Regions from separate parts of the Ovis aries genome. Here region 2 is linked to region 1. A link is a contact called in public Hi-C data. All regions are on one chromosome and are shown on one strand. Each heading gives the region's core, a stretch centred on a gene start, on an enhancer-like site or on the middle of the called end of the contact. The rest is flanking DNA. Distances are from core to core; before and after follow the strand shown.

What was found. A called contact is a pair of places that touch in the nucleus more often than the background predicts.
Region 2: a contact with region 1 is called in a Hi-C map of liver, with 4 times the contacts expected there. The contact joins two enhancer-like sites. A contact is called at or near these places in 6 of 16 Hi-C or Micro-C datasets (hypothalamus, liver, muscle and 2 more).

What each region holds. Positions count from the first base shown.
Region 1 is chr7:58,982,444-58,990,090 of ARS-UI_Ramb_v3.0, forward strand. All of the region lies in intron 11 of FAM227B (family with sequence similarity 227 member B), which reads left to right. FGF7 (fibroblast growth factor 7) reads right to left here and starts at 7,537. Exons shown (of 5, transcript NM_001009235.2): 1 at 7,278-7,537; 2 at 7,264-7,275; 3 at 7,252-7,262. The coding sequence starts at 7,537. Within about 2 kb of position 1,533, at least 4 of the 54 cell types and tissues checked have an H3K27ac peak or open chromatin away from gene starts, as enhancers often do. A contact at or near this core is called in liver, where this site is marked.
Region 2 is chr7:59,147,585-59,154,251 of ARS-UI_Ramb_v3.0, forward strand. All of the region lies in intron 5 of GALK2 (galactokinase 2), which reads right to left. Among named protein-coding and RNA genes, the nearest start is that of GALK2, 59 kb to the right of the region's middle. Within about 2 kb of position 2,562, at least 5 of the 54 cell types and tissues checked have an H3K27ac peak or open chromatin away from gene starts, as enhancers often do. A contact at or near this core is called in liver, where this site is marked.

The sequences.
Region 1 (7,647 bases), core at 283-2,782:
TAGAAGCAGAGAATAGTGGTTTCTAGAGACTGGAGGGTGGGGAAAACAAGGAGATATTAGTCAAAGGATACTAAGTTTCAGTTATGCAAGATGAATAAATCCGAGACATACTCTACACTGTAGTGTCTATCGTTTACAATATTGTAGGTATACTTAAATATTTGCTAAGAGGATAGATAGATCCAACCAGGCCATCATAAAGGAAATCAGTCCTGAATATTCATTGGAAGGGCTGATCCTGAAGCTGAAACTCCAATACTTTGGCCACCTGATGGGGAGAACTGACTCATTTGAAAAGACCCTGATGCTGGGAAAGGTTGAAGGCGGGAGGAAAAGGGGATGACAGGATGAGATGGTTGGATGGCATCACCGACTCAATGGACATGAGTTTGAGTAAGCTCCAGGAGTTGGTGATGGACAGGGTGGCCTGGCGTGCTGCAGTCCATGGGGTCGCAAAGAGTCAGAAACAACTGAGTGACTGAACTGAACTGAAGAGGATAGATCTTATGTTAAGTACTTTTATTACTACTACTATTAATAATAATAAAAAGATCAGGAGTAAACTATTGGAAGTGATAGATATGTTTATGGCATAGATTATGATGATATATACTTACCTCTGAATTCATCAAGTTGTATACTTTCAATAATTACAACTTTTTGCATGTTAATCATATCTCAGAACATTTTTTTAAAGCTTGAATATAGTTTATAAAAAGTAGGAATTCATATGAAAGCCCATTTCATTTAATGTTGTTTTTTCTCCATATTACTTAGGTATATGCAATTCCTGCCTCTTCTTTGTGCCATATGTGAAATTAAAACATAGAAGGGTATTGTATTCCAGTAGTAATGTAAAAGAAGTTACTGTGCTATTTTAACGCAGTGGAAAAAAAGCTGGGATCTTTAGAAAAGAAAGGAAAGAAAGCTTTGCTTTAATCCCTGATTTACAAACAGAACAAACTTTTAGGTTCATAGCCTTTCACTAATCTGGATAAACCCTCTAGGCTTATAGTTTCTTTCCTATTGGATTTTCTAGACTGGAGCTTGTCTCTTTAAATCACTGCTTTTGTAGGGTGGCCATAGGAGGTGAAACCCTAATTTGGGGGCATCAGTTCATAATCATAAATGGCTAATTTAAGTGCCTTGTAAGCTGGCCTTGATGCCTGTACTCCAGGTTCCCTGCTTGCAGCACCACTTGAAAGTGTCAGAAGGGAATCAGACCTGCCTGTTATTGTGAAATTGTGGCACAGGACCTATTTTTTTCCCAACGATGAACTCGTTCATCAAAGATGCCTTCTTAAATAGTAGCTAGAAAGCTGTCATCACATGGATTTCCAAGCCAGTTCACCAAACGTTGGAGCCACTAAGATTTGTCAAAAATGTTGAATCCTGATGCATTATCCAGAGATTCATTCCTGATGAGCCCATTTCAAAATCCACCAGGGCAAAGGTGAACTCTGGAGCCCTCTAAGGGTTCCAAAACATTCCCAGGACACCTACGGGGATCCTGCTGAATTACAAGCCTTGGCTCCTTAAGTAGTGGTTTTCAACCTTAGCTGCAGATTAGAATCACTGGAGAGCTTTAAACTAACACGGATGCCTGGGTTCTTCGTGCCTTCACTAGATTCTCCTTTAACTAGGTGGTGGTTTCCCCAGTAATCTAATATGCTCCCCGTAGTTTTGTAGCCATGTCAGGATTATCTGGGGAACTTTTGAAATTTCTGAAGCCCAGGCTGCGCCCCAAATAAATTTAATGAGAATTTTTGTGGATGGAACCTGGTATCAGTATTTTTTAAAGTTTCCCAGCTGATTACAATATTTAGTCAAGGCTGAGAAATAGAAAAATCTAGAAAAGAAATCCCTTCCACATAGATCTAAAAGGTGGCATCCTACATCCTCTTCAATTCACCTGGGTCTCTGAAAGCTCTAAAACTATAGGTTGAAGAGTTGTGATACAACTGAGTCACAAGGTAAAATGCATGATCAGATACTCTGGATTGATAAGAAATGAAAGTGATGATCAGATAAGAATCTATAAAATAAATAAGAAATACACCTGTGGCAATGAGATGTTATTAGCATTTATTAAACACCAGACACCAGTATTAGCCTAAAAACAGAGGAAGACCATAAAATGGAAAATTATTCTTAATATTAGAGTTTTCAAAGAATAGCTAATCTTTCCAAATCGAGCTATTTCCAAATAGCTGTTATTTCCAAATGTTCCATAATTTAAACCTTGGGAACTTACTTAAGGAAATGCAGGTCACCAATTCTATAGGATTCCATTTTGTCAGTAATTCTACAATTTTGGTTCAGTTCCATAGATATGTTTGTCATTGTCTGTTTTTTTAAATGAGGTTGTTGTGATTTTTTTATTTCTTACTTTGACAGTGTGAGTTAACTTTTCTTTTAGGTAACCTACTAAGAACTCTTTGAAGCATAAGCAAGTTTTCCATCTTTATATTTAGAGGAGATATGTATATTTGTTAGCTACTAGCAGAGATTCTTGTTGAGCAGGAACTTATCCAAAGAATTGTTGACAATTAAATCGCTGAAGATTTTGTGGTCAAAGTCAAATCCAACAACAGTGTGTTTATTTTCTTTTTGCCAATTGTTAGGCCATATCCCATCACAGTCTAACAATCCAAAAGAGAATATTGCCAAATCACTGGCCAGTTTTCAGAATGGCTAACCCTTTTCTTACTATGGAACTTTCAATGCTTAATTGCAACAAGTGAGGCATACTTTTTCTTGAATCAATGGCTTATGGCTATTAAGAATTCCTTCTCTAAAGAAACGGGAAGAGAAAAACTTTTTTAGTAATTGAATGTCAAAAGCAAGAAAATCATTCCAAGGGATTGAGTTCACATCTGTCTTTCAGGGCAGTTGTCATTTGCCCAAGTGCACTGCTGCTGTCTCTCACTTGGCACCTCAACTCCCAGCTTAAACAGCAGTTATTTGTGTCAGGTGTGGAGTGATTGCCTCTGTCTGCTGATGGGCTGCCTGGGCCAATTATCTAAATTCACCCTCTGGCCTTGTCCCCAAGTGGAAAGCTCTGACTACATCAGTGGAAGGACTGACCAGCCGTTGCCAGTCCCTTTGTGGTATTATTAATGCTCTACTTCTGCAGGGAATGTGGATTCTTATTTCATTTTGGAGGGGCATTTTGTACTTTTACTACTATTATTATTAATTCGGTTAGGTTCTAGTTTCACCTCTTAGAAGCCTACTAAAAAGCTAAATATGGTGCCACCAGAGAACAAGTTAGAGGAGAGGCTTTCTTGCCTCCTGGGTAAGAGTAGTGTGTTATCTCAGGACCAGTTCTCCAGTGATAACTTCTCTCTCTTCCAGAGTCAGAAACGCAATTCAGCAGCTCCTGGCCTTTTATAAATTCCTATTTTTACATAGCCGAGTCTTGCTTATACAGTTACTAATACAAGTCTTGTTTCTGTTGGTATCCTTGGTGCATTTTTTCTGCCATTTACTCAATCTTATTTAGATATAAAATATTTCACAAGATAGCACTGTAATTAAGCCTGAAGTGAGACTCTTACAACCCAAGGTAGCTTAAATGATTTTCTCAATTCCCTAAAGATGTGAGGGGCTTCCCAGGTGGCTCAGTGGTAAAGAATAGGCTGGCCAGTGCAGGAGACATAGATTCTATCCCTGGGTCAGGAAGATCCCCTGAAGAAGGTAATGGCAACCCACTCCAGTGTCCTTGCCTGGCAAAGTCCATGGACAGTGGAGCCTGGCAGGCTACACTCCATGGGGTCGCAAAAGAGTTGGACACGACTGAGCGACTAAACAACAACAAAAATGTGAGACATGAGTCGTCATATCCACTCCCTATCACTCCCCTTCTCTTCCTCCAACCCTCCATTCACCTGCCCCAGCCTAACACTTCTGGAAGCAGAATTATACTCCCAGATTTTTCACCTTACCTACCTACTCCAATCCATTATCTTAGCAACATCTTATAAACCACATTCCTATGAGGGAGCGGTGCTTCTGCTGGTGAAACAAGCAGAAACTCAAGATCCGTTAATATCTTTAGGTCATTTTCCCTTTCATTCAAAGCAAAGCCATGAAAATGGACTAGGGACTTTCCTATGGTAACCCAGAGAACCGCTGTTCATGTAGACGATGTCCAACTTTTCATGCCAAATTTTATCACCTGAGACATTTTAATGTATCCCACCTTAAAAGGCCTCCGAAGAACATTCAACAATGTGTGAACGAAGTTAGGGCATCAGAACACATGAAATTCAAAGTTTAATTTTGATCTTTTCCACTTTCTGTACTTGGTATTTCAACCTAGTAGATAATCCAATTACCTTTTAGTTTCTCATTTTAATGAAACAGGAAGGAAACAGCTTTTATTCATTAATTCAGTTAAGGATTGAGAGATATAAACAATAAGTTTTGTAATTTCAGTTTTTTGTTTTCTTTGACTTTTAAACAAATTCTTCTGAGCAATTTCTTTGTACCTGGATGCAGTGGCTTCAACTTCACCAACGGCAATTTGCATTTTTTGTATGAGGTACTCAATTTTAAAATTAGTAAGGAAATAAATATTAGAATTCTATTCTATGTTATTATATAATAAGAAAATGAGTATCAGAATTCTCTTCTATGTCATTCTCTGTATATTTTTCAATGGACTACCTTAGGATTTTCTGTAGACAACAGTGAGTTAGCCTCTATTTATGAAGAAGTCTGACAGGCTTATTCTTCAGTAAGATAGCAGCAAAACTTGACAACAGTTTGGAGCCTACTGAAAGGATACAGATGTAAGCTTCCCTTTCTAGGAGAATTTACCTGGAAGTATATACTATATATAGTATATACTATCAAGAAAGTATATACAGCCTATGAAAAAGCTTTTAGAAATAAGATTATTTACATAATACATATTATTTCTTTTACTACATTGGTATTGTGACTTTCTTTCCTTCTTTCTTCTTTACTCCTCACTTTCTTTGTTTCTTTATTTTTTACCTTAGAATTAGTGTTAGAAGTGAAATTATGTAGCATACTGGCTTTATGGTTCCTCAAGGTCAGTGCTAAACTGTGTTTCAAACTATGGGAAACTTTAGCACTTTGTGTATGTTTTAAAATACCTGAGTTTCATAGTTTCAAGAAATTTTAATACAAAATAAGACACATATATCTGAATGCATTCTTATTGTAGGTATTCCAATTTTAGATATTCTAATTGATCCCAAATAATTATGAATACTGTTCACGTTCACTGAATTTTGCATCTAATTTTTCACTTTTTCATTACTTGGTAAAAGCAGTCAAAAGGAATGAGCATATGGAAGAATTCTGCAGTGTTTAGGCTCAGTAACTTTACTACTACAATTTGAAATTAGTTCTGACAGCTCAACTTATCATTAAGATGATATTCACTTTCATCTCATTCAATAGGTATGGTAATTATATGACAATTTAGATTGTTCACATTTATGTTATATATTCCAAAGTTTAGAATAAAATAGACTGTAAGAACTAAAATGTATATTGGATCATCTGTACATATCCCACATCTTACAGATTGAAAAATGAGAATTGGAAAAAGTAAGGAGTTGTACCAGAGTCAGTCACAGGCAGGGATTGGATCTATCTGTCATAACTTCCACCTGGGCTCTGTTTTCTCCACCAAGTTCTGTTATCCATTATAAATCTCAGTAACTTTTAAATGGGCTTCCCTCATGGCTCAGATGGTAAAGAATCCTCCTGCAGTGCAGGAGACCTGGGTTCGATCTCTGGGTTGGGAAGATCCCCTGGAGAAGGGAATGGCTACCCATTCCAGTATCTTTCCTGGAGAATTTCATGGACAGAGGAGCCTGGCAGGCCACAGTCCATGGGGTCATTTATTGATATGAGCCAGATTCTTTTGCTCACATAGAAATAGCTATCCACAAAACTTTCCTCCAAATAGTTATTTCCTTAGCTAAACTTCAGTATAATCAGGACAATATTCTAGAACTAACATGATAACATTATTAATAGAGGTAATAATAACCATACTGTTAGCAATCCATTAAAATGGCCTTAACATTCTATATCAATTATAGTTTAAAAACTAGTTTCTCTCATTTTCATATTGGAAACATAATTCTCCATATTCCCATATTGGTTTATTATTAATAGTTTAGAAGCCTAAAAAACATTTATTAAATAAGCAGCAAAGTTTTAAATGTTCACTTGTAAGCCTGGCACTATGCTAAGCAAATGTTTACAGTATCACCCCCATGCATTCTTTTTCAATTAAATTTAACATATGTAACATTATAAAATGATATGTTATAACATTGTTCAAGTGCTGGTAATGCAAACAAAATTTCTTTTCACTCAGGGATTTTAAATTCTTAGTGTACATGTTCAGGTATATATTTTACTCCATAAAATTTAGTACTTTTGAAATTGGTTATTAATCATAACTGCTAAATGATCAATCCAAACCTGATACATCAACATAAAAAGAATAACTGATTTTGAAGAAAATATAATTATCTACATTTGAATCATGAAATTAATGTCTCTTCCAACTCACTTTTATTTCCTCCTTCACATTTATATTTCCCTTAAGGTAACATAGAACTTTTATGGCATAGGATATGAAGATTAAAAAAATGTTAGGAGGAGCCTGTTTTTGTGCCTAGGTAAATAATTAAGCAATCAAATACAAGTTCCTATGACATGAACAGATGAGGAGACCACAGATTCCTATCTGTTTTATAGTTATATACAATTGCACAAGTAATTTAGCACAATTCAGTATTTGACACCATGGAAATATTTCTTCAAGAGAAATCAAATTATTTTTTGAAAAAAATCTTTATTTCCTCAAACTAATGATAATGCATTTTTGGTGAGCATTCACTGAGTATTTTAGTAGAGTTCCTAGTGAGCTTTGCTAGAAGACAATAAATCACATTTCAGTATAAGTAGTAATATTTATTTTTTGCTTAACATATGAGTATTTGAGCTTAGGACATGGAGAATATATTTTCAAATTGCCTTGGTTTATCAGCTCCAACTGTAATATTATTATATTTGCCCTACTCCAGGAGATATTTTTAGGAACATAGTTTATCCCAATTAAAACCCAATAGAAAATTACATTTAATTGTTTTCCCAAAAAAAGGGAAATTGAGAAAGCATGTCACTTGAAAATTGATCTTTTCACAGATTGTTAAGGCTCATAAGCTTTTCTGTAAATAAGAAAACATTACTTACTGTAATTATTCTTCATCTCTTGAGTCCCTTTGACTTTGCCTCGTTTATCAATCCTCAGATACCACTGTGTTCGACAGAAGAGTCTTCTCACTCTTATATCTCCTCCTTCCATGTAATCATAACTTCTTGTATGTCGCTCGGGGCTGGAACAGTTCACATTTGTAGCCATTTGCTCTGGAGTCATGTCATTGCAAGCTAAAGATATAGTGCCCACTAGACAGATAATGTGGAAGCATGATCTGTAGAGCAAACTTGGCAGGATCCATGTCAGTATCCATTTGCGCATTATAGTATAGTGCTCCGGGTGTTCATGAATAACATAATGAAAATTAAATCTTGAGTTGATTGTTGCTCCTAGGTCATTGACCTCTTCCTATCTGTGAACTGTTTAAGGAA
Region 2 (6,667 bases), core at 1,312-3,811, 170 kb after region 1:
CCTGTGAATTTAAAGGAACAGCTGCTCTTACTCTCATTTTAGAAACAGAAGTTGAGGCATGGGGTGGTGGGGGGCGGGGGGGGGGGGGAAGGGGGTTTCATACAAGTTATAGACCAAACTGGTTACGAAGGGGGACAAGCTATAGAGAGCCTTCCATTGTTCTGCTTACTGTATCAAATACTAGTCTGGGGCTCAGCACAAGGTTAAGTCTTGATCAATTGGCTACAATCAACATAAATGAATGGAAATATCAGATGACAAACCCCTCTGAATTTGGTAGGATTATTTACCATTGTATTGTTATCTTTTATCTTTTCTCTGTATACCATAAAGGTAGAAGGTAAGGGCTATGGACATATGTGGTAAATTAATATCACCTACATTGGTCCAATTAATTCTTTAAATACTGAATAATGTTTATTATTGCTGTGTGCAAGTCAAAGTTTGGAGACATCAACACATGGTGACCTAATAATGAAAAGAATCTAAGAATTGCAACAAAAGTTCAAGGCATAACCAGGCATGGCTATGAATTTTCAGCAACAGTGGTTTCATTTGAAACCAACTTGGAAACAGTGACCCTTATTCCTCCAAACTGTTGCTCCCTAATTAGTCTTGTTTGCCTTCGTTTATGCTAATGGTAAACATGCATTTAGCCTAAGAAAGGAAATGGAAAAACAAAAAAAGCAGAGGTGACCTAAACAACCTCCGTGAAGCAAGGTTTCTAATCAGCAAATAGCTTAGTCATATCATCCAAGAGAATCCAAATCACTCAAAATCATTAAATAAAAGATTCCATTTCCAATCCTACTCCTAAAAAAGACTATAATCAAAGACACAAACACTATCCCCTGTAACTGAAAGAAACCTGGTTCTTTCTTATGATAATACAATATGAACAGTTTTATATGCACATAGTAACAATAGTAGCTTAAATTTTCAAAATTTTTTTAAACACAGGCCACCCAATGCTCATACTAAGCCCTCCTGGTTTTTGTACCAGTGAGCACATGGCTTCAGTCCATGCTCAACACTTAATTAAGAGATTCTTTTCAAAGATTGTACTCTGGATTTATCATCTTTTCTGAGGCCAGGCTGCTGCAGTTCATTAGCAGTCAACATCTGGCTGGAATGTTTTAAACTACTATTTTCCTTAACCATTATACGGATGAGGTTTTTGTTATTCTAAGCAAAATGAAACAATGTCTTTGTATGGACTTCTAAACATAATAATTAGTGACAGTGCAAATTGTTTTCTGATTTTTCTTATACTGTGTAGCAAATTACTATTAAAACATTTAAATCGTAGTTTAAACCTTTGTATAATAGTGAGACTCTTTTCATTTTGTAATATAGACCATGCCTTTACTTTTTAAATACAAGGTCTCATTCTAAAGGCCAAGAAATATTTAACGTAAATGTAGTTACATGCAAAGAAAAATTATCTTTAAACTTTCTCAAGGAAACAGCTCTTAAAAACTCAGAAAAATAAAAACGTGGACATATCTGGCACAGAACTTTGGACACTCCAGTTACTTTGCTTCTGAACCTCAAAGGTCTCTTATACACAGCATGGATTTCAAACTTCAAAAACACTCCTCTGAAGAGTATCAACCCATGTCTACACAATTAATTTGCCACTGAAATTAAGTTAACTAAATCTGTTTAGGGACTTAAGCAACTAGAAACATCCCTGTAGTCAACTAAGTTTTTGAAAGGAATTTCATGAGGCTGCATAAGACTTTCTAGGCCTCAGCTGACACATATTTACAAGTCTGGCTCAGAGAACTGTTATAATGCACTTATGGGCTCACTCTGCCTGAAATGCCCTTGGGCCGCTCCCAGGACTTTGTGTCAAGACACAGCTTTCTTTGCTTTTAAAATTTTTTAGAACTCACCACTTATTTAAAATCTTCTTCATCCAGCTTTACCAAGGAGCCATTCTTACAAACTTATTTCCCATTTACATATAAAATACTTCACCCCTTGGATGGGGCTTCTCTCATAGCTCAGTTAGTAAAGAATCTGCCTGCAATGCAGGAGACCGGGATTCAATTCCTAAGTTGGGAAGATCCTCTGGAGAAGGAAATGGCAACCCACTTCAGTATTCATGCCTGGAGAATTCCATGGACAAAGGAGCCTGGCAAGCTATAGTCCATGGAGTTGCAAGAGTCGGACACAACTTACCTACACCACCACTACCTTGGATGAGATAGGCGCTCAATTATTAAGACTTCTGTTAGTATAGTATTCCACTGTGTGCACTCAAGTTCCATAAGGGCAGTGACTGTTCCTTTTCTTTTTCTTTTTTGAAAAATTGTTTCCTCTCTTGCCAGTATAAGCTATAGTATAGTGCTCCCAGCTGAAAGAACTCAAATCGGTGTAAATCCTATCTTGCTATCCTCAGCTCAGAGCCCTCCAAAGGCTTTGTTTGGCTTGGAATGAAATTCAAACAAGACTGACCATGTGGCCTCTGGCCGCCACTCTCAACTCTCCTTCCACCACTCTGCCCTCTCCCCTACTCACCACACCCCATCCACACAGGCCTCTACTATTCCTGGAATGAGACCAGCGGCCTTTCACCTTAGGTCTCTGGCATTTGTGTGCCTTCTGCCTCCTCTCTCTGCTCACTCCCTCAGGTCTCACTTCAGATGTCTCCTCCTTAAAGGAGACTTCTAACTCCCTATCTAAAATAGCTGCTTCCCCTTTCTACAGCCTATTTTTTCTTTCTAGCTCTAGCTGATATTACCTTATATATCCATTTGTATAGCTGTTCATTATCTCCCACCAGCACCACAACCACCAGCATGTAAATGTCATGAAAGCGGAGGCTTCACTGATTTTATTCACCTTTGATACCTAGAACAATACCTGGCACGTAGCAAGTGTTCAATAAATGTCACTGAACGGTTGCTTTCAGAACCCCAGTAGAGGAAAGAATTTGCAGGTAGAAGCCAATCAAACACACCTTACTGGCCAAAGCTGGTCTTTAGAATTACAACCTGTTTTGCAAGCCAGCCAGCTGTCTCTAAGGTCCATAAGAGGAATTGAGTCCTTCCTGGCCTCCAAGGACAACTCCAAGAACACACAGACACTAGACACAAGTCTACAGCAACCCAAATCCTGAGCTGGCAAAGGAGGGGCATACCTTACAGAATGCCTCCCCAACTAACATTCTCCTGATAGAACATCTCTTGGTTTTTGATACTTAAACTTCATAGACTGTATATATCTCCCAGTACAATACTTTTTAAAAAGTGCTTGTTTATTTAAGAAAAAAAATATGCTTACATCCCAAAATGTAAATACTACTGGCCTGCACCCCCACAGGCCTACAAGGCCTGTGTTTGCCCAATTTCAAGACCAAAGAAAGGGCCCAAGTCAGCAACAGTGACATCTATGGTTTAATGGATGGGGAAGCTTACATATCTGAAGCAGGGTCCTGGAGCAACACCCCACTGCATATCGCGGTTGGCAGTAGCAGTCTTAGCTCCTGGGGTGGGGGGAAGTGGAGATGACAAGTTATTTGCACAGGATACAGGTAAAACAGGGACTGTAATAGTAGAGGTTGTACAGAGAGCAAGAGAACAGCCATCGTGAGTGGCCTGCCCATACAACAACACTGGTAAGGAAATAAGTGTCTGCAATCCCGGGACACCAGGTGTCCACAAAGACTCAGTGTACTACTGTGTAAAGTAACTGCTTGTTAACAAGCCTAATAGTTGTCCAATGGTCAAGAAAAGTGCTAGGCTTCCCTGGTAGCTCAGTAGTAAAGAATCTGCCTGCCAGTGCAGGAGACACAGGTTCAATCTTTGATCTGGGAAGATCCCATATGCTGTAGAGCAACTAAGCCTGTGTGCCACAACTACTGAGCCTGTGCTTTGAAGTGCATGAATTGCAACTATTGAGCCCAGGTGCCTCAACTACAGAAGCCTGCATGCCCTAGAGCCTGTGCTGCGTAACAAGAGAAGCCACCCCAATGAGAAGCCAGAGTACCACAACTGGAGAGTAGGCCCTGTTCGCCACATCTAGAGACAAGCCCAAGCAGCAGTGAAGACCCAGCACAGCCATAAAGAAATAAAATTATTTTTTCAAAAAAGAAAGGCAACTGTTCTAAGTATTTTTCATTGTATTTCTAAGTTACTTATTTAGTGGGATTTTTTACTGTGTTTTTGTAACATTGTAGGAAATTAGATATTCTAAGTTGAAGAGCAACACATTGTAGTTTTTCCTATTTAAAACAATAAGAAATAGGCCTCCACTTAAATGATCTTGTGCAGAACATCTGATTTTTTTAGATGTTTTGATTTTTAGAATTACAACCTGTTTTGCAAGCCAGCCAGCTGTCTCTAAGGTCCATAAGAGGAATTTAGTCCTTTCTTCTTGACCTCTGAGGACAACTCCAAGAACACACAGAAACTAGACACAAGTCTGCTGCTGCTGCTAAGTCGCTTCAGTCGTGTCCGACTCTGTGCGACCCCATAGACGGCAGTCTACCAGGCTCCCCCGTCCCTGGGATTCTCAAGGCAAGAACACTGGAGCGGGTTGCCATTTCCTTCTTCAATGCATGAAAGTGAAGAGTGAAAGTGAAGCCGCTCAGTTGTGTCCGACTCTCAGCGACCCCATGGACTGCAGCCTACAGCAACCTAAATGCTGAACTAGCAAAGTAGGGGCATACCTTACAGAATGCCTCCCCAACTAACATTTTCCTGATAGAACATCTCTAGGTTTTTGATACTTAAACTTCATAGACTGTATATATCTCCCAGTACAATACTTTTGAAAAGGTGCTTGTTTATTTAAGAAAAAAATATGCTTACATCCCCAAACCTAAATACTATTGGCCTGCACCCATTAAGCAAAAGATGCCTGCATGTTCTTGGATTCACCCAAACCCCACCAACAAGCTTCTCCCCAGGCCTTTCTGATCTGGTGACAGTCTAGCAGCTCATCTGTTCCCAATCTCTAACTTTGACTCATTGAATCTCTTCTCATGTCTTCATCTTCTAGTTACCTTTCATTTCATTCACCTTTCTTCTCCTTTTCTTAATTTTTACCAAGGGAATATATGCATATAATCTAAAGGATCGAAGGAGCTAAAAGGCTTACAACAACAAAAGCAGTCCCTAGCTCTCTCACATCTATCTCATCTTCATCCTCAGTACAGAGTGCCCAGAGTCAAACACTTTCAACCAGCTCTTGCTTTAAATTATCAGATAATCTGAGTAAAATGCTATTTCATAGATATTCCATATTAATTTCACCTACTGCCTTCTTATGATAAAGGAGAATTTTAGCTGTCTTACACCTACCTTTCCCCCAATCTTTCTCAATAAATTTATGCCAAAAAAGTTTGGTTAAATCTGTATTTGGTATATTAATTATTGAGGTTATTGTTTATCTATGAGACAAATAATGAAAAATAATTGATTTCCTTTCTGGGACAACTTTTCCCTATACTTAATAATTCCTGAATTATTAATTAATTATTAATTATTATAATTTCCTCATTTGCATAGTTTAATTTGCACATCCAGCTAAGCCTTCCCATACCCTATAAAAACTCTGCAAAAATCACTCTCATTTTTCAACAGTCAAATATGTCAGATTTATCAATTCTTTATTTTCCTGATAAGATTTATCAATTCCATTTTTTCTTCCCCCATCAGGTTCTATGATGTACTGACTGTTTTCTAAGTTTCTGGGTGTTGTGGATGTTATGCTGGGATTTCCCATCACTGATGTTCTATAAATACCCAACTCCTCTCTCCTGTATTAGATTTCCCATCTCCAAGTTCCCATGTCAACTTCTTTCTTGGTTTACTCCCGAGTTTTGGTTGATTACATGTTGTAGACTTTTAGAATTTGCGTGTTTGAGAGTGTTTTATTCTATCCTTTTACTTGATCAGTTCATTTATCCTAAGCTAAACTTCATTCATATTTTGAAGACATTACTTTGTTGCCTTCCATCTTCCAAAGCTATTTTTAATATTTTCATTCCTGTTCGTTTGATTATGGTCTTTTTTCCATCTTTCTCTTGCTCTCTCAATCAGTTTTGAGTGTTTTCTACTAATATTCAAGTTTTAAAATTCCCAGACAATATACTTTGGTTGGTTTTCTTTCATTTTTTAAATGGAAGGAAAAGCTTTTTTTTTTTAACTGAGGAATAATTTGTTTTTTTTTTCCATTTATTATGCTGAGTACTCTATGAGCACTTTTCAACTTGAAAATACATATTTTCATTTTAGAGAAACGTTATTTTAAAAAATAATAATTTTCTGGGAATGCCCTGACAGTCCAGTAGTTAGGACTTGGTGCTTTCACTTCAGTCGCCCAGGTTCAATACCTGGTCAAGCCATACAGTGAGGCCAAAATGATAATAACAATAATAATAATGATAATTCTCTAATGATTGTTTATTCTGTTTCTTCTTACTGGTTGGATATTGTATTTCCAGGATTGATCTATAAGTTTTCTTATTTTTCTCTCTTTTATTGTCCATCCCTTTTTTCCTACTTTATCAGAATTCTTCTAGCCTTTATACTGAACTTTTTTTTCAGCTACCATATGTTTAATATCCAAAAGCTCTTTCTGTTTGCTCCTTTTTAAAAAGTAGCATTCTATTTTTTTTTCAACATTATACTCTCTGAGGACAACAGGATGAAGT